2 separate regions of the Mus musculus genome follow, and region 1 is linked to region 2. A link is a contact called in public Hi-C data. All regions are on one chromosome and are shown on one strand. Each heading gives the region's core, a stretch centred on a gene start, on an enhancer-like site or on the middle of the called end of the contact. The rest is flanking DNA. Distances are from core to core; before and after follow the strand shown.

Evidence for each region. Hi-C and Micro-C count contacts between places; a contact is called where the count stands out from the background.
Region 1: a Hi-C map of liver shows a contact between it and region 2, with 2.1 times the contacts expected there. The contact joins two enhancer-like sites. A contact is called at or near these places in 1 of 15 datasets of contacts at CTCF or cohesin (the NIH/3T3 cell line), 3 of 484 Hi-C or Micro-C datasets (granulocyte-monocyte progenitors, liver and nephron progenitors), 3 of 115 datasets of contacts at active chromatin or transcription factors (embryonic basal ganglia, embryonic stem cells and fibro-adipogenic progenitors) and 1 of 9 other capture datasets (adipose tissue).

Annotation. Positions count from the first base shown.
Region 1 is chr12:99,415,634-99,420,210 of GRCm38.p6, forward strand. All of the region lies in intron 1 of Foxn3 (forkhead box N3), which reads right to left. Among named protein-coding and RNA genes, the nearest start is that of Gm51999, 26 kb to the left of the region's middle. Within about 2 kb of position 3,293, at least 19 of the 459 cell types and tissues checked have an H3K27ac peak or open chromatin away from gene starts, as enhancers often do. A contact at or near this core is called in liver, where this site is marked.
Region 2 is chr12:99,231,807-99,236,306 of GRCm38.p6, forward strand. All of the region lies in intron 4 of Foxn3 (forkhead box N3), which reads right to left. Among named protein-coding and RNA genes, the nearest start is that of 4930474N09Rik, 71 kb to the left of the region's middle. Within about 2 kb of position 1,730, at least 37 of the 459 cell types and tissues checked have an H3K27ac peak or open chromatin away from gene starts, as enhancers often do. A contact at or near this core is called in liver, where this site is marked.

The sequences.
Region 1 (4,577 bases), core at 2,043-4,542, 190 kb after region 2:
CCACCACAATCCCAGCAGGGCAGCTAGACTAGCTTTCTCTGCATGGAGCTTCCAGAAACCGCTCTCCTACTACGGCTGCATGCTCCCATGTTCCCACATCCTCCCACTCCCAGGCCTCCTCAGTGCCTCAGACTCCTGGCTTCAGAACTCGGGCTTTGCAGGCACAGGCAGGCTTGACTCTCAGAGCGGAAAGCAGCCAGAGAGCAGAGGTTAGAAACCTGCCTCAGAGAGAACAGCCTAGACTCTGCATCCCAGTGTCAACCACCACAAATCACCAACTCTGGTTTTCCAACTTCTGAGATCAGGATCAGAAGTGGTCCCCGGAGATAGCCAGCACCTATTCCATGAGCCTTCCTTCACCTGCAACATGTCAGCAAGGCACTTTAGTGTAGAACTTGGCACCTGAGCAGACCTCCACGGATAGAGCGACTGTCATTTTGGTTTATTGGGTTGCAATGAGATCTGGTTGCGTTGCTCAAGGGAAACCAGTCTCACTGGGTTTTATTTGCTGGGCAAAAGGCACTTCCCTAATTTAATTATCATATGCCCAAAACAGAAACTTTTTTTTTTAACCCCATAAGAGTACATCAGCATATTCCCAGAGGACCAAACTCTAAAGACTACAAATGTTTGGGGACCGTGACATCAGCATCACAGCCTGGTTAAAGTTCCATCTCATAGGCCCTGTGGGAGATTTCCTCAGAAAACACAAGAGGGACAAGCGTTTGAGACCTTGGAACGGTGAGCTGGCAGACCCAGGCCGCTGTTCATTCCTGGAGGAGATTTGGGCATCCCTCTGCCCTCTCTCCCTGACACCCATTCAAAACCTCCCAGGTTTAATGAAGCATTGGGTCAAGAACTAGGGTTTCATAGCTGTCCTTTGCTTCCAAGAATGTTACTCTCTTAATATTGTCTCACATTCTGTATTTAGTGTATGGATGTAGGTGTGTGTGTATCCCTACACATGCAGGTTAGAGAACAACTTGCTAAAGTCGGGTCTGTCCTTCTATCATGGGATCAAGCTCAGGTCAGATGGCTTGGCAGCAAGCACCTTTATCCCTTGAACCATCTCACTGACCCAGTAATTCACTCTTCTATTACAACATCACAATGGTCATCCTGGGATACTTGAAAACCACAAATGAAGGAGGAGGAGGAGGAGGAGGAGGAGGAGGAGGAGGAGGAGGAGGAGGAGGAGGGGGAGGAGAAGGCGGCTGTGGCAGTGGTGGTAGCAGCAGCAGTGATGGGGACGAAAAGGGATAGTCGTGTTCTATCACTCAGAGTCTCTGCCTCCCTGGTAGGGATTCAAATTTCCTAGATTTTTTTCTGCACTTGACCTGATATCAGAGCACAGTCCTGACGTGCCTGCTTCGCTCTGCTTCCCACTGTACAGAATCTGCTTCTATGACAAAACTCTGAGCTCTGAGAGGCCTCAGACTGCATCGGTCTTAATGGTACCATACACTTCCTGCCTACTCTCTACCTACCCACACAGTAGGACTTCAAGGAACAGTTCCACAGTGAGTATCCATTGTACGGTGTCATAAGCTATAACTGATGATTTGGTCTCTCCCTCAAGTGGGTACTTAAGTTAGCTCCAGTTTTCTCTGCTGTCAACACACTCAGATGAATAACCATATTCCCACATAGAGAGACCATCATTTCCTTGTAATGAATCCTAAAGAGGAATTGCTAGGCTGATGAGTATTCACAGGTGTAATGGTTAGTCTTAGCTGTCGACTTGACAGAATCTAAAATCTGAAGCGTCTCAATGTGGAACTGCCTGGATTGTGAGTATAGGGCTGAGGGGTTGTCTTGATCATTAAAGGATATGGGAAGCAGACAGCACTAGTCCTCGGTTTGGGGCACTGTATCAGAACAGAGAAACTAAAGTGAGCATAAGCATGCGCTCGTTTTTATTTCTCTGCCCTTGTTTGTGGGTGTGATGTGGAGGGCAGTCGCATCCTCAGAGTGATGGATACAACCTGGCTTTGGAGCTGAAAGGAACCCTTTCTTCCCTAAGTTACTTTGTGTCAGAGTAATTCATCACAGCGGCAGAAACAAAACTCAAAAAAATAAGTAAGGCCTTGGAAACCTGACTTTCTGGGGATTCTTTGAAATGTTACCCTCATCCATATCCCTGCACAAGTGATATACCATGGCAGAAAGCCTAGAGTTCTCTGGGAGTTTGTGAGTTATGGGAAGATAGTAACATCTTCCCGTGGGCATTGTAGTGATGAACCAAGACCCGGACTTGAAGCTCACTCTGATATGGAACAATCCCAGGTCTACGAAGTGCCTTCACCTGCCTTCCTCCCTTTGCTCTTTGTTGCACAATACTGGGTGACACCTAATATAGCCACGAGGAGAATTACCAACGCCCACCTTCCAAATGCGACGCACTAGGAAACGCACCCCCCACGCCCCATGAGCCTGCTAGGTTCAGCAGTTACATTTTTCTCTACAAACAGCAGCCCACGCCAAATCTGTGCCTCTCTGGCATTGAGTCTGTTTTGTTTGACTTGTCTATAAATATCTGTACTTCAAAGTCAATGTCCATAGTAAATTCTTCATGCCTTTTTTTTAAACATGCATACATTAAGTATACATTGTTAGCATCAAACCCCACATGTCTTACGTTTGCTCCTTTGAAAGGAATTGTTCTTCCTAACACTCTACCAGAAAGCTAAATTCTAAATGAGCACATACGTTGGATTTTCCCTGTAGGTCAGGAAATCACTGGGAAGCAACTGAGGCACATCCATCTCACCTTGTACACCACACCACACCACACCCCAAAGCATTCTTGATAGGATCTAATGAGTTTGCATCTCCTCCCCTCCTTCTCCTCACAAGGCTGAGTTGGGCGCCCAGGGAAACCACTAGCTTGTCTCAAAAGCCTTGGCAGACATGGCAAGAGATACAAAATTACTCAAGTCCTTTGCAGAAGAAAGCCTGAGCTCAAATCCTGTCTCTGTCCTCAAATGACTTTGTCAAGGCCATCCTCTGGGTTTCCATTTCTCAGTCCCCGGTGTTCCCTGTGCTGTGTGCTCTGCCAGAAACACAAGGAGCTGGGTCATAAAGAGACCACGTTCAATGTCCTCCTCTGTCAGCACCCCTGCTTTCTTGCCTCACGGGTAAGATTGGGTTTGGGGGATTTTGTTTCTTTCTTTGTTTCTTCCAGAAACTCATTTTGTAGACCAGGCTGGCCTGGGAACTCTGAGATCCACCTGCCTTTGCCTCCTGAGTGCCACTGGGATTAAAAACGTGCACCACTTCTGCCCTGTCAGACTCTGTTTTCCTAACCAGATCTTCTCTGCACCTGTTTCCTATGGCAACGTTATCAGAACAGCTCCTAACCTTTGAACCCTGCATTTAAAAAAAAAAAAATCCACATGCCTCTTTAAAATTAATCAATATTATTCTTTTTTATTCATATTACAACCCAATTGCAGTCCCCCTTATTAATTATTAACTTCCTATCCTTTTCCTATATATACACACAACACAAAGGTCCCAATTCTTTCTTGGACTCAAAACAAACTCTAGATCTCTAATAGCTCAAGGAACACAAATCTTGAAGTCCTTGATCACAGTCACCCATAAAAGTCTGCAGTAAAATCTGGCATCACCAGCAAATCCGTAAGAGGACCAGAAAATCACAGGATTAGCACAGAAGTTCCTAAGTCCACACTTCAAGGTTTTCTTGTGATAGGAACAAGACAATTTGAGAGGAAAATGCCACCACATTCATGGGGGCAGAAGGCCAATTTCTAGGACATTCTGTATTCTCCTTTGGAGAAGTAGCTGGAGAGCTTGCAAGATCCACACAGTCCACATGCATTCAAGTTAGCCGACACACTTCAGGGGGGTCAGGGTGGGGATCCTGAGAGCCCAGCAGGGCAAGTAAGAAGAGTTCCTCATGGCAACCTCAAAGAGCTCATAGGGAGTGCCAAATATTTCACCCAGGTGGATCTAAAGGTCAGATTGACAGGTGGTGGAGGAGGTGTGTGTGTGGGGGGGGGGGGGCATGACATACAGAGGTAGGAACCTGTGGCTAGCAAGAGAACACACCATAAAACCAACTCAAGGGCATCTCTGTCAGAGAAGCACACACGGGCACACATATCCTATGATGTGAGACAGACAACAGGAAGGGAAAGAGAACAAGGAGCCACTGCCACTGTCCTCTCAAGAGCCTGTCTTGCTACTTCCTATTTGGTCCTTAAAAAAAAAAATCATTCACTCATCCAGGTGTGTGCTTGCATATAGAGTTAGAGTATAACTCGCTAGCTGGAGTCTACTCTGTCTTTCCATCATGTGTTGAACTCGGGTTGTCAGGCCCTTGGTCCTAGCCTTCACTCTAGGAGCTGAGCCAATGGCCTGTGTCCACTTCTTCAGGGAAACAATTCTGAATACAGGTCAGGTGGTAGGGTCGCCCCTCAACCCTGACCTCCCCACTTACAGATTTCTGAACCACAGGACTCGTAACAAGGTACCCAAGGTAGCAGTAGAGTTCTCTCCCTCTGTTCCCAACTACAGAAGTTCCAGGACAAACTTAATGTCACCTATACTAA
Region 2 (4,500 bases), core at 480-2,979:
CTTGGGGTGGGGAAGATGGCTTGGCTGGCTTGGCTGGTTTGCCTTGATCCTGGTGACTGACTGGAGTTGGATCTCTAGGACTCACCTACTGGGGGAGAAGTAACTCCAAGTTTCTTCTGACCTCCACTTGGGCCTTGTACACACAGGTAAAGAAATTCTTTTTAAGATGTTAATTTATTTGATTCGTTTTAAAAATAGCAATACTTTCTATTATATAGTGTCTCATAAAACCAACGGACACCACTGTACATCAAACATTGTATTAGAGCCCAAACTGGGAGCAATCTCAGAGATTAAACTTCTGAGGACGCTCAATGCTTACTTCCACCAGGTCATCTGGGACACACTCACTAAGGTGGCAGAAGAGAGCTCACTCAGTCCTTCACAGCAGGCAGCTGTAGAGCCTGTCCTCCCCCCTCCCCTCAGGAGCTGGACCCTCCCCCCCCCTCTATTTCTCATTAGCATCTATGAAGAGCCAAACAGAGGCAGCTCCTGTGTGAAGAAGGGGCAAACCTGAATGTGGAGGCCAAGAGGATAGGGAAGGAGGGACCTGGGTCAGGAGTTCAGTCCATAAAGGGCTTACTGGGAGCTGCTTGAGGTGTGTATTTCTGGGAAGGATCTGGAAGTTTTATGGGACTCTATGAGAGGCGCGGATACAGAAAGGAGCTGGATTGAGACCCGTTGGGCAGAGGCCTCCCTCTGGAGCGTCAGTACAAGAGAACGGCATATCCTCCTCCTTGGTGACAGAAAACAGGGTCCCAAGGTCTCGGGTGCTTGTGAAACTTTCACATGCACTAACGTGCAGTGTGGTTTTTGACTAAGAGTTTGTAACTACCCAACACAACCCTAACACGTTTGTTATTGAGAAACAGAGATGGTTCTGGACTGGAGAGAACGCTCAGTCAGCAGAGTGCTTGCCAAAGAAGCAGGACCTGAGGTTAGGAATCTAGAGCCCAGGCAGAAGGCTGGGCGTGGGGGCATGTATGACCCTATCTGTGGTGAGAGGCAGGTAGAGCCCTAAGGCCGGTCCAGCCAAAACAGTTCAGTGAGAAACTGTCAAAACAAGCAAACAAAAAAGGTGGAAAGACACCAGGGGAAGCTGGCATGGGCCTCTGGGTTCCACATGTATGTGCACACATGAGCAGCTACAGGCACACGCGCTCGCACCTATGCCAGCAAGTGTATGCAGCACACGCATACACGCATACACACACACACATGGTACTGTTATTACCATATTGTACATGTTGTTACCATGTGTTGAGCTTTTTCCAGGGATCCCTGAAGATTTAAAACAAAACGAAACGAAACCAAAAAAAAACCTAAGTCCCTTAGGGGCAGCATGCAAACAAAACTATGGAGAACACATCTCAAGAAGTTAGGAAACTGTTAAAGATGAAGAAATACATCAGCGTATATTCTCTGCGATGATATCTTCCTGATTATCCAACAACAGGTCCCGGCAGGTTACCCAGCCTAAATGGCCTCTATTGCCTTATCTGCTAAATGAGAAAATTTCCTTATCTGCAGCCAGGGGTTGGTTGTGTGAATCTCCAAAGTAGATGCACTATCTTCTAGGTTACAGCCTCTAGCCTATCTTAGAAAGGACAAGGTTTGGTACCTATAAGTTTGCTGGAGACAGGCCCCTGCCTCCTCTACCCAATACAGGATCCCTCCTGGCCAGGCTGGGAGGACTGCCCTTTCTGGGCCTTCTGCTTTGACTAATCTCTTCATGTCTCTCTGCTCTGCTGCCCAGACAACTCCACAGCAAACAAGAGCCCGGGCTTCCACCAGCCAGCTCCAAGCTGGGAACCTGCCTAGTTTGTGAGCTTTGGGGCAGAAGGAGAATGCAGACAGCAGCTTTAGTGAGAGTCTTCTCTCAGTTACGGCTGTGAAGGTGGGGATTGTTAAGGGGTTCTCTGGCAGGCCCTTCACCCTGACCCACCCACCCAGGTCTCCCTTGCACTGTACTTGCCTGGGGAGGTGGGTGGATCTGACAGGAGGCAACCATATTTTCTGTACTTTGCCCCCTTCTCAGCCTGGTGGGAACTAAATCAGGTGAATGAACACCTTCTAGCAACATAGGGTATTTTCTTAAAAGAAGAAATACAGGCTACAGCCAGCTCCTCAGGAGCCATACGGCTCCATTCTCTGATGTGTACCACAGGGCCAGAGTTCTGAATGAATTCCTGGGTAAAGAAGCCAAGTCCCTTGAAGAGAGGAGAATTAAGAGAAATAGCCTGGACAAATACTGTATGTCTTCCTTCACATGCAGAACATAGGTTTTATATACACATGCATCCACACTCACTCTATAAATAGATAAGGAGGGACTTGGGGACAGAAAGGGACTGGCAGGACAGGGAGGCGGGGAACTGGAAAGGATAAGAAAGGGCAAATGTGGCCACTGTTCACGATAGACTGGAATGAAAACATCTTCATGGACTTGCTTGCCTAGCATGTACAAAGTCCTGCGTTCCATCCCTAGCACAATACAAGCCAGAAGCAGGGGGATCAGGAGTTCAAGGTCATCCCTGGCTATGTAGGGGGGGGGGGGGTTCCAAGTCAGCCTAGGCTACCTTAGACTAGAAACAAATAAACAAAAAAATGAGTCAGCGGGCCTTTATGAAACCAATCACTTTTGTAGTAAACAGAGTCAACAGAAGTTGCCAGGACATGTTGGCAAAAAGTGGGCAGACCTGTGGGAGCTTATTTTGCAAGGCGTCTAAATCAGATAAAAATCGGATTGGCTGCCTCATTACGCAATTAAACCCTAGTCAGCAACGGGCAGGGTCTTCTGTCTTTCAAAATCCAAACGAGTTACCCAAGCTTTCATTAAGTACAGTTCAGAGACTCTATTGGGGGAAGGCATCCAATTTTTCTTGTCTGAGTTAAGACTTTTAAAAAGGTGGAAAAAATGCTGCTGTGTGAATCTGAGAGCTAGTCTTCATAAAATAACCACAGTTCCTTGTCCTCTTCCAAATACCTTTTTGCGTCGCTTTTCAGAGTTAGATTTTGGGGGTGGGAGGCAGGGCAGAAAGCCAGAGTGCTGTCCCAGTGAGCAGCCCAATGGTACCATTTCATGTCTGATTGCTGACTTCCCAAAGCAGAGCCATTTGCACTGTTGTATCAAAGGCTTCCACTACATAAAATGTCATTTCTATATTAATTTTATGCCCTTGAGGCAGAACATATACGACTAGGACTGAGTGTTACCCACTGGAAGAAAGGAGGAAGCTTTAGCTAGGTTTAGGATTCAGGGGAAAGCAGGACAGGGCACAAGGGTATCCAGGTACTCTGGACTTCAGATGGAATTTTGGTTTTTCTTTGCACTCATGAGAAGGTAAAAGGGGGTGAAGAAAAAGGAGACAGAGACAAACAGACAGACAGATGGATGGGTAATGACCTGTGCATGCATTTGTGCATGCGTGTGTGTCTGCCCTGTGACTGGTGTGTCTGTCTGTCTGTCTCTCCTGTGACTTGTGCGTGCGCGCACATGTCTGTCTGTCTGTCTGTCTGTCTGTCTGTCCTGTGACTGGTGGTGATGCATGGCTGACATCTGAAGAATGAGATGGCTTTGTTGCCTTACTGTGTTAACTGCTGGGCCTATGTGGGCTGAGGAGGAACCGGCTCCTGATACCGAAGACTCCGTCCCGTTACCTTACAGGCACGCAGCAACTTCTCAGCACAGAAAATAACTGCAGCAGTGGCTTGACGACTCCTAACTCTGGAGGCCTTCATGTCTGTTCCAGAGATGGGCAGCTAGGCGGGCAGCTTGGTTCACCCCAGCCAGCCTGGCTCACCCCTGAGCTTGCTCTGGTCACGCTGTTTCCACACAAACACTAGCTGATCCTCCTTTATTGTGGACAGATGTACTGGGAGGGCTGGAAGGAGGCGCTCGTGGATGGGGAGGAGCCGTGGGAAAATATCACTTGGGCCATAGAAGGCTCAGCTCACCTTCCAAACGTCTCTGCTGATAAAATATAAAGACGACCCCCCTCCCTCTCTCCCCCACTCCCCTAGCTTCTTTAGCCTTCAGCGCTGCGTGGCTGGCTCCACACTCGCCAGCCAGTCCTGGCTGCTCTCACGGGTGCTTTCTCTTCCTACTCGCATTGATTTTGACAGCCCCTCTCTTCTCCCTATGTAAGGTATAAGGTGGGCATACTCGGAAATGCAAGTCTGTCTCCGACCATCCCAACAGCAGGGTGTTCCCGTCATGGCGCACAGCTTCCTTGAAGATTTTTGACCTTCGCTGACCCACACCCAAGCCAGAGGCTTCTGGGGAATAGCTGTGCCCACGTTAGTAGTTTTTGTATCTCCCCTTCCCAGCCGGGACCTATGCTGTGCCAATTTTCTCCAAAGGATGTCTTTATTTATCTTACACGCCGATCCTGAGTTCACAAGGGATGCTGCCGCCCAGAACGCTGCGTGGAAAAGGATCAGTTGTAGTAAGAAAAGGCCAGGGATCATAGCCCAGCGTGTCTTCTGTGCTCTCTGCTT